Linked DNA regions of Sus scrofa: region 1 is linked to region 2. The links are chromatin contacts, called in public promoter capture Hi-C maps. All regions are on one chromosome and are shown on one strand. The core of a region is the stretch at or near the end of the contact, and the rest is flanking DNA. Distances in the headings are between cores, read along the strand shown.

Region 1 (4,500 bases), core at 254-2,753, 300 kb before region 2:
GTGATGGAGCGGCAGGGCTGGGCTGAGGGCCAGGGCCTGGGCAGCCAGTGCTCAGGGGTGCCTGAGGCCCTGGATAGTGATGGCCAGCACCCCAGATGCAAGCGTGGATTGGGGTGAGTATGGCTGAGGGACTTCCCAGGGAGCCCAAGGGAGCCTTTCAACTCTACCCTGGTTCCCCCTGCCCTCTGGTTTTGGCTTAGGTGCTAGAGACTCCCTAGGGAATGACTTTCAAAGCAGAATTAGAAAGAAAAAAAGTAGGACTGGCACTGTTTTTTTCAAGACCAAGATCTCAGGCTTGATAGGATCATTAACTTCCTGCAGGAGTCATTCCCCCAAGTCTGAGCAGTGTAGCCTGGATGATTGCTGTTAGGGATGCAGAGTGGTGACAGTTGTTCTCAATTTTGTCTACTGTTTAAAATGAAAGCGGTGAGGCCGCTAGTTTTTGGTGCTATCTATAGATGGATAAGGGGGCTGGAGAGCAAAGATTTAGATTTAAATGCTTTGTCTTTGGGACAGACTATATACGCGTAGCTATTTCCTGTCCTTTCCAACCCCTTTACTGAGGTAAGAGAGCTGCCCTCTCACTGAGAGCCCTTTTTAATCCAGGTACCATGGAGAGAAGCTGCAGCCATTTGGGCAACTGAAGAGACCCCGTGGAACTGGCTTGGGGCTGATCTCCACCATCTATGATGAGCCCCTGCCCCAGGACCAGGGGGAGTCGCTGCTCCGCCGCCAGCCACCCACCAGTATGAAGTTTCGTACAGACATGGCTTTTGTGAGAGGTTCCAGCTGTGCCTTGGACAGCCCTTCAGAGCCTGAGTGACAGGTCCAGGGGCTTCCTTAATCAGGATCACTCATAATTGCACAGTGGCAGCCCTCTATACGGTCTTATCTAATGCCAAAGCAAAAAGAACTCTGGGAGCAGCAATCTGCCCTAGCCTGTTCAGGATGCTTTTTTAGAACTTGCCTCCTGGCTGTCTACCTCAGGGGCATTTTGACAAAAAGTCCCCAATCCTCCCTTTTGATGAAACGGCTTAATGACCTCTCCCTGGTGGCCGCCTAACCCTGGTCTGTTTGGGCTTGCTCCTGTTGCTTCCCCCAGTACGATGAAAAGCCAAACTGCCTGAGATTACCAGCACAACTTCCCGTGGGGAGGGGTAGGGAGGTCGCCACGAAGCCCAGAAGGAGGGGAAAAGGGACATGGAAGAGGAGAAGATTTGCGCTCTGAAGAGACGGTTTGGGGGCCGGCCCTCCTTCGCCTCTCCCCTTAACTGGCTGGGACCGGGCAGCGGAGAGTCTAAGGCAGTTATCCCGAGTCTGAGACCTAATGGGAGAATAAAGGAGTGTATTACCGAATTTCTCCTCTTCTAACTTGGGCTTGGCGGAAGGTGGGGGAAAACCCTGAAAAGTTCTTCCTGGACCTGCTTACGCCTCATGCTTCGGCGCCGCCACGCCCCTCGGCGCCAAGCTATGTCGTCACTGTAAAGGCGGGACTTCCTCTCCGGCCCTCGCTGTTTCCGGCGTTGTACGGAAGTCGGGTGCTGGTCTGGTCAGTGCCTGGCCATTTGGTCCCCTTACAGCGCGCCTTTTCCAGCTCTCTCTCCTTAGGCGGCTTCCGGGTATCGCTGCCAGTCCCCAGCCAAGTGCAGTTAGGGGAACCCATTGCCCTCGGCTCTTGTCTGCGGTGCGGCTCCCCCCTTGCTTCCTCTCTGAACTTGTCTGCTACGCACTTCCTCTCACTTGTCTGAGCCGTGTGCCGCCCATGGCAGGGGCCGCTCAGACCACGGCCTTTGGGCAAGCGGTGATCGGCCCGCCGGGCTCGGGGAAGACCACGTACTGCCTGGGCATGAGTGAGTTTCTGCGAGCGCTGGGCCGGCGCGTGGCGGTGGTGAACCTGGACCCGGCCAACGAGGGGCTGCCATATGAGTGCGCCGTAGATGTGGGCGAGCTGGTGGGCCTGAGCGACGTTATGGACGAGCTGCAGCTGGGGCCCAACGGCGGTCTGCTGTACTGCATGGAGTACCTAGAGGCCAACCTGGACTGGCTGCGCGCGAAACTCGACCCCCTTCGCGGCCACTACTTCCTCTTTGACTGCCCTGGTCAAGTGGAGCTCTGCACGCACCACGGAGCCCTGCGCAGCATCTTCTCCCAGATGACGCAGTGGGACCTCAGGGTGCGTCTGGGATCTGGCCCATTTTGCGGATGGAGGAACTGAGACGGAGAGGACAGATGCCACGCCCCCATGTCCCATAGCTAAGTATGGGGTAGAATTGCTCTGAAGTAAAACAAGTGTGAATTCGAATTCTGGCTCTACCACTGACTCGGTGTGTGGTCCTGGGAAAGTCAGTTTCATTCTCTGAACCTCAGTTTTCTCATCTGTATAATGAATGTGTTAGTACCCAACTTAGAATTATTGGAAGTATGGAAAGGGTTATGTGGAAAGTGGCATGGTGGTTGTGATTTGGTGGGCAAAAGAAAGTTAAAGAATAGAGTCAGATGCAGTGGGAATTGTACCAGTTGCCTGCAGGAAAGAAATGCCCCATATTTCCTGGGATAAGGAGATGACTCTATTAGAATGAACAGAAGCAGGAGGAGACTAATGGGAAGATTTGCCCTTTGTCCTCAGAAGTCCCCGGTCTGATGGGGAGACATAGGCCCTAATGTTCCTTGCCTCCCCAGGCCACTCTCACCCTGTCTCTTCCTTCCCTCCCAGCTGACTGCTGTCCACCTGGTGGATTCTCACTATTGCACAGACCCTGCCAAGTTCATTTCAGTACTGTGTACCTCCCTAGCCACCATGCTGCATGTGGAGCTCCCCCATGTCAACCTCCTCTCCAAGATGGACCTCATTGAACACTATGGGAAGCTGGGTAAGAGCTCCTGTCCTGGCAGGCAAAAATCAGAGAAGCATCTGGGCTGCACTGGAGCAGAAATCTCAGCTGAAGGTAGCTGCTTCCAGGAACCATGCATGGCCTGGTGGGAGTAGCCACAGGCAGGTCCTGACCCCTGCCCATTTATTTTATGCCACCCTGTGCCAGATATTGTTCTGGGTTTTGGGGGACAAGAGGGCTACAGATGGTTATGTGTATTTTGAAGGAATTAGAAGTAAGTAATGGAACGGGAGTGAGGAGAGTGAACAGTACCATCTGAACTGAGATCAGAATAGTGAGTGGGAGCCTGCCAAGGCAGAACTGTTCCTAGGCAGAAGGACCACTAAGGGCCCTTCAGGAAAGAGCTTTTTGTGTTCTAGGAAAAGGGGGTGGGGAGTTGGGTGAGTCCAGGGTAGCTGAGATAGTGGCTCAGGGAAGGGTGGTAGGAAATGAGGTCAGAGAGGTTAGTAGGGGCCAGAACCTGTACTGTCAAAACAGAGAAGAAAGCCATTGATGAATATGAGGCAAGGGAACAGCATGAACTGGAAAAGTCCTTCCAGCTGTTTTGTGAATTAAAAGGGGCACCTATAAATCCTGTAGTAAGATTTTGCAACAGCCCAGGCAGTGGTCTTGGGAATGGAGAGAAGTAGATAGATTCAAAACTTAACTCCAGAAATAGGATTTGCTGGTGGATTAGACATAGAGGCAGGGGAATTAAGGATGACTCTCAGGTTTCTGACTGAACCAGTGGACAAAGGTGCCATTTATCAAGATGGGAAAGACTTGGGGAGAGGCAAGCTGACAAGGGCATTGCCCAGGGGTTCTAATAGCCAGCTTTTTTTTTTTTTTTTTTTTTTAAATGACTACACCAGCAGCATATGGAAGTTCCCAGGCTAGGGATTGAATGCGACCTACGCCACAACTGCAGCAATGCCAGATCCTTAACCAACAGAGCTAGGCCAGGGATCAAACCCATGCCTCCACAGCAACTCAAGCCTCTGCAGTTGGACTTTTTTTTTTTTTTTTTTTTTTTTTTTTTTGTCTTTTCTAGGGCCGCACTCGCGGCATATGGAGGTTCCCACGCTAGGGGTCTAATTGGAGCTATAGCCTCTGGCCTACACCACAGCCACAGCAACTCAGGATCCGAGCCGCTTCTTCAACCTACACTGCAGCTCATGGCAATACCGGATCCTTGACCCACTGAGCAAGGCCAGGGATCGAACCCAAAACCTAGTCGGATTTGTTAACCACTGAGCCACGATGGGAGCTCCCTGCAGTTGGATTCTTAACCCACTGTGCCACAGCGAGAACTCCAGCCAGGATTTTTTTCTTGCACGATTAGTGCTCTGCTGCTCTGGGGACATCAGTTCCCTAAATAGCATCTCCAGCCGCAAAGTAACCTAGAGAAGAACAGTTGAAATGACAAGCAGTGAGCAGGAAGGGAGGTTGTGGGGACAGTGAAGTGTCAGGGCCTTGTTCAGGAAGGGTGACTGGCTGCTAGTCAGGACATGAAGGGATGTCAGCACCTTAGAGGGGCCACCTCAGCTCAGAGTCCTGGTGCCTCTCTTAGCAAGCCCAGCAGCCACATTTTGTCTGTGCCCAGGTTAGCAGTCTTCCCAAGCCCCCCTCC
Region 2 (4,788 bases), core at 170-2,669:
AAAAACCCTATGGCAGGGATCCCAGAGCAATTTACTCCAAATTGGGCCTTCAGGTTGGTTACCTAATCCTGCCGCGCCCACCCTCCAATAGCCAGTGTCAGCAGTGACCATCCCTTTAAAGGGGCAGCACACCAGGGGTCCTCACTCTGATCTCAATCTGTGGCCCTGAGAGGCAAGGCACTTGGTGGTTGCCTCAGGTAAGTACCAAGGAGGTGTACTCAGCAGGGGCTATGAGCTGAAGCCAGGGGAAAAGCACCTTGGCTCCCAGGCTCACTGAGGTCCCCATACCCCCTCCCCTCCGCATATCCCCATATCTCCTCTGGAAAGGCAGTATCACCTACCTACTTCCCAGAATGAGGCTGAGGAGAAAGTTTTCTCCACCTGCTGGTTCAGGGGCTTGACCTTGACCCTGGAGGTCAAAGAGCACAGGAAGAGCTGGCCTTTTGCAAGTTTGGAGCCTATCATCTCAGAATCCTCAGAGGGCAGGAAGGAGTTGCTTCTGGAAGAGGCTAGGCAGGCAGAGGCCAAACTCCTCAGGGGCCCAACCCTTCTTATTGGGGGGGGGGGGACAAGAAGCAGCGGCAGCCACCAAGGTCCTCCCCCTCTCCAGGAATAGTCGTCACAAGGACTAAGGGCTTTTCCCCATTCTCTTCTCTACAGCCCGGGGCAGGGGACACAGGTGTTCTCTGACCCTAGCCTGGGGCAAAGAAAACCAAGAGTTTCTGCCCCAGACGGGCCGTGTCACCCCAAATTCCACAACTGCCAGGGTCAAAGGGGCAATCCTTCTAGGGTCAGCAGCGGAAAAGCTGGGAGATCTTCCGGTAGGGCGATGCGCGATGTCAAGGAGAAGTGGGGGGTCCTACGACCCTTGTCTCTTGTAGAATCCGAGACATCTGGCAGCCCGGAGCTGGCCGCCTGGGCTAATGAAGGAAACTCCCACACCTCCCGGTACAGGTCCTAGGTGTAGGGAGAGGTAAGGGGAGGCCAGATCTCAGCGCACCGCGGGATCCCCTCTCCACGCTAAGGGATTTCTCGGCACTTGGCGGAACTGTCCCTCGCTCACACACACCCAGGACATAAGGGGGTGGAGCCGGAGAGGGGCCAAGAGATCGGAGGGCACTCGCGTCCTCGCAGGCGCCCGCCAGGCTCCGGCGGCGCCGCGGGCCGCCCCGCCCCTGTAGGGACCCGGGCTCGCCGGCCGCCAGCGCCCTTCTCCCGCCCAGCTCACTCACCTCCGGGTCCAGCGGCACCAGCTCCATGAGCGGCCAGGGCTCCTTGAGCTGAGCGAGAGGCATCGCGCCGCCGCCAGGCCGCCGGAGCTCCACCGGCGGCGCCGGCTGCGCCGCCTCTCGGGTACCAGGGTCCCCGGCTCTGAGCCCTCGTGCCCCCTCGCCCCAGCAGAGACCCCGGCACTCAGGCTGGGCCGTCCACCACAGCCGCCGCCGCGGCACTCGCACTTCGGCTCCCTCCGTCACCCGGCGCCGCCGCGCCCATTGGCTACCTGCGCGGGGGCGGAGCCAGTAAAGCCACGCCCCAGCCCCCGCGGCGCGGCATTCCCAGCGCAGACCCCCCGCCCCCTCTGCTAGGGGAGTGCTGGCCCCGCCTCCACCGCCAGCCCGGGGTCGGTCTTCTGCTCCGCCCGGGAGAGGTCCGCTTGACTTCTCCCTCTCAGACCTGGTTTCCTCCGCGCTGACCTCTCCAGGGCCACCAATCTCCTCGACTCAGCTCGTTTTGAATTGCTCCTTTTCCCTCCAGCCGCCCTGTTTGCCCTGTTCCCGTCTCCTCCCAACCCCTCCCCCCACACACAGACACACTAAATGACCTGGCCCTGACCCAGGCGGAGGCTGGAAAGGAGCCTGGGCCCTACTGCCCTCATTAGGAGGCCCTAGGACAATCCCCCTTACGGAAGCCGACACTGAGATCCCCTGGGGATCCCAGCGCCCCAACCCCAGGTAAGGTTTCCCCATCATCAGAACCCAGAGTGATGTCTTAATACACAGAATTTCTCCAGAAGCAGGACCAGCTTCTGGCTGATTTGGGCTTGTGCCTCCTCTAAGGAGAGTGGGTACCATGCTCCCAGGATTGACTGACACTGGACTGCCCTTGGAGTAAAAGGCCGGGAGAGAGAGTCTCCCTGGAGAGATTCAGCCTCCACCGAAAGAGGTGCTAGGGGTCCAGGCTTGCTGAGATTTATTCACACGTGGGGGCTTGGAGAGATGGGCTTGTTTTTTTTCATGGGCGAGGAAGAATGGCCATTTACAAAAGCTGTTCTAAAGCAGGACTGTTTCACAGAAGCCTTCTTTCAACCAGGTTTCACCAATGTGTGATTTCCTTGGATCCTCACCACCACCTAGTTTACACATCATAAAACAGTCTCCGAAAGGTATGAGTTACCCAGGGTCACGCAGCAGGTGGGAACAGATTAGGATTTTTAAAAATCAAAGTGCTTGAGAATTTCTCCTAAATTAAGATGCTCCCATGGAGTTCCCATGGTGGCACAGTGGTTAACAAAACCGACAAGGAACCATGATGTTGTGGGTTCAATCCTGGCCTTGCTCAGTGGGTTAAGGATCCCACGTTGCCATGAGCTGTGGTGTAGCTTGCAGACACGGCTCAGACCCCACGTTGCTGTGGTTCTGGCTTAGGCTGGTGGCTACAGCTCCGATTAGGCCCCTAGCCTGGGAACCTCCATATGCCGTGGGTGCGGCCCTAGAAAAGACAAAAATAAAAATAAAAAATAGATGCTGTGGATATAGCAATGAACAAAAGAAAGTCCCTCTTCTCATGGAGTTTACATTCAGTCTAGTGTGATTAGATAAATAATTATAGCTAACATTAACATAGTACTTACTGTGGACCAGGATGTTCTAAGCACTTTACCTGCAACTCAATCTTCACAACCACCTTATGAGGTAGGTACTACTACTATCTCCAGTGTACAGATGAGGAAATGAGTAGAGAGAGTTAAGCATCTCATTTTCTGGGTCCCCCCAAGGTCGCACAACTGGAAAATGGCAGAGCTGAAAGACAGTCCTGGCAGACCGGGCCCAGAGTTCATTCTCTTGTTCACTCTATTACCTCCCTGATGAGGGCTAAACCAGAGGCAGCCTGGGCCAGAGTTGGCAGCTGTTATTAACATTAGCTTTAGGATAACCTCGTTCAGTTGCCTAGAGCCAGTTTGCGATGCCCCAACCCCTCTGCTCAGGGCTAGCATTGTAATATTTGGGCACATTTAGGCAAAAAATTATTGTTGTTTGTCTGAATTCAAATTTATCTGGGTATCCTATTGATTTGCTAAATCTAGTCATCCTCAGGGCTCAGAACAGATCTCACGCAGGTGCCAAATATCTGGCTGCAAGCTGGGTTTAAGTTAAACTTGGAAGAGACATTGAAACCTAGAGAATGAGGGCAAAGGACTGGGTGAGGGGAATGTGGTGGGTGGGTGGGAGTGGCACAGGTGAGGCGAAAACTGGAGGGATTCTTCCTTCAGTCTGCCCCCTTCTGGGGCTCCTGGCCCTCCTCTTTCCCCCTTCTTATAGGAAAGGATTCCCTACCAAGTGCAGCATCTCAATTTAAGGATCCAGCAGTGATGGTGCTTTCTGATGAATGTCTCACATCCGGCATCCTCTCTCCCAAAGGTACTGGAGAGGCAGCGGGGCAAGCTGGAAAACGGGGAGCCCAGAGGACACCTGGGCCTTGCCTGGGGAGCTTGGGCAGGTAGCTTGCCCATCTTTGTTGTAGGGATGCTGCAGTCACTCAGCAGAGAGCTAGAGACCAATCCATTAGCCTACAGAGTGCCGATCCTGCTGCAGCCTCTGCGCACAGTTTTCTACAATTCTCTCTAGGCTCTGGCCACACTGGATTTCCTTCAGTTCTACTGCCACTGGGCCTTGCTCCTTGGTTTTTTTTCTTTGTGGTGGTGGTGGTTTTTGTTTTTTGTTTTTTTCTTTGCCTTTTAGGGCCACACTCAGGCATATGGAGGTTCCCAAGTCAGGGGTTGAATCGGAGCTGTAGTCACTGGCCTACGCCACAGCCACACCAATGCGGGTCCAAGCCGCATCTGCAAACTACACCACAGCTCACGGCAGCATAGGATCCTTAACCCATGAGCAAAGCCAGGGATCAAACCTGTGTCTTCATGGATGCTAGTCAGATTCATTTCTGCTGAGCCACGAGGGGAACTCTGCTCCTTGTTCTTGAAACTGTCTTCTATCTTCCTCTAGCCGGCTTCTCTCCACAGTCACTTCCTCCAGGACATGTTCCCTTACCTCCGAGTCATACACACTCATGGCAATGGGCACTTCTCCTTAGCTCCCCTGTAGGTGAACTTTGACATTTGTTTTGTGGGGGTTTTTTAAATTTTATTTATTTATTTATTTTTTTGCCTTTTCTAGGGCCGCTCCCGTGGCATATGAAGGTTCCCAGGCTAGGGGTCCAATCGGAGCAATAGCTGCTGGTCTTCGCCACAGCCACAGCAACTCAGGATCTGAGCCACATATGCGACCTACACCACAGCTCACGGCAACGCCAGATCCTTAACCCACTGAGCAAGGCCAAGGATTGAACCCGCAACCTCATGGTTCCTAGTCAGATTCGTTTCCACTGCACCATGATGGGAACTCCTTTTTTTTTTTTTTTTTTTGTAATGTTTAAAATTAAAAAGAATTCTTATGGTTGATTTACAATGTTCTCTCAATTTCTGCTGTACAGCAAAGTGACCTGTGTGTGTGTGTGTATATATATATATTATATATATACATATACACATATATATGTATATGTGTGTGT

Evidence for each region. Promoter capture Hi-C pulls out the DNA fragments that hold promoters and counts their contacts.
Region 1: a contact with region 2 is called in a promoter capture Hi-C map of fetal skeletal muscle, with 8 times the contacts expected there. The contact joins the promoter of GPN2 here to the promoter of RPS6KA1 in region 2. A contact is called at or near these places in 2 of 5 promoter capture datasets (fetal liver and fetal skeletal muscle) and 1 of 2 datasets of contacts at active chromatin or transcription factors (alveolar macrophages).

What each region holds. Positions count from the first base shown.
Region 1 is chr6:84,206,732-84,211,231 of Sscrofa11.1, reverse strand. It overlaps GPN2 (GPN-loop GTPase 2), which reads left to right and starts at 1,503. Exons shown (of 5, transcript XM_003127718.4): 1 at 1,503-2,173; 2 at 2,714-2,870. The coding sequence starts at 1,763. It overlaps GPATCH3 (GPN-loop GTPase 2), which reads left to right. Exons shown (of 11, transcript XM_003127719.5): 6 at 1-113; 7 at 607-2,324; 8 at 2,714-2,870. The coding sequence ends at 823.
Region 2 is chr6:83,901,755-83,906,542 of Sscrofa11.1, reverse strand. RPS6KA1 (ribosomal protein S6 kinase A1) reads right to left here and starts at 1,419. Exons shown (of 22, transcript NM_001243214.1): 1 at 1,233-1,419. The coding sequence starts at 1,295.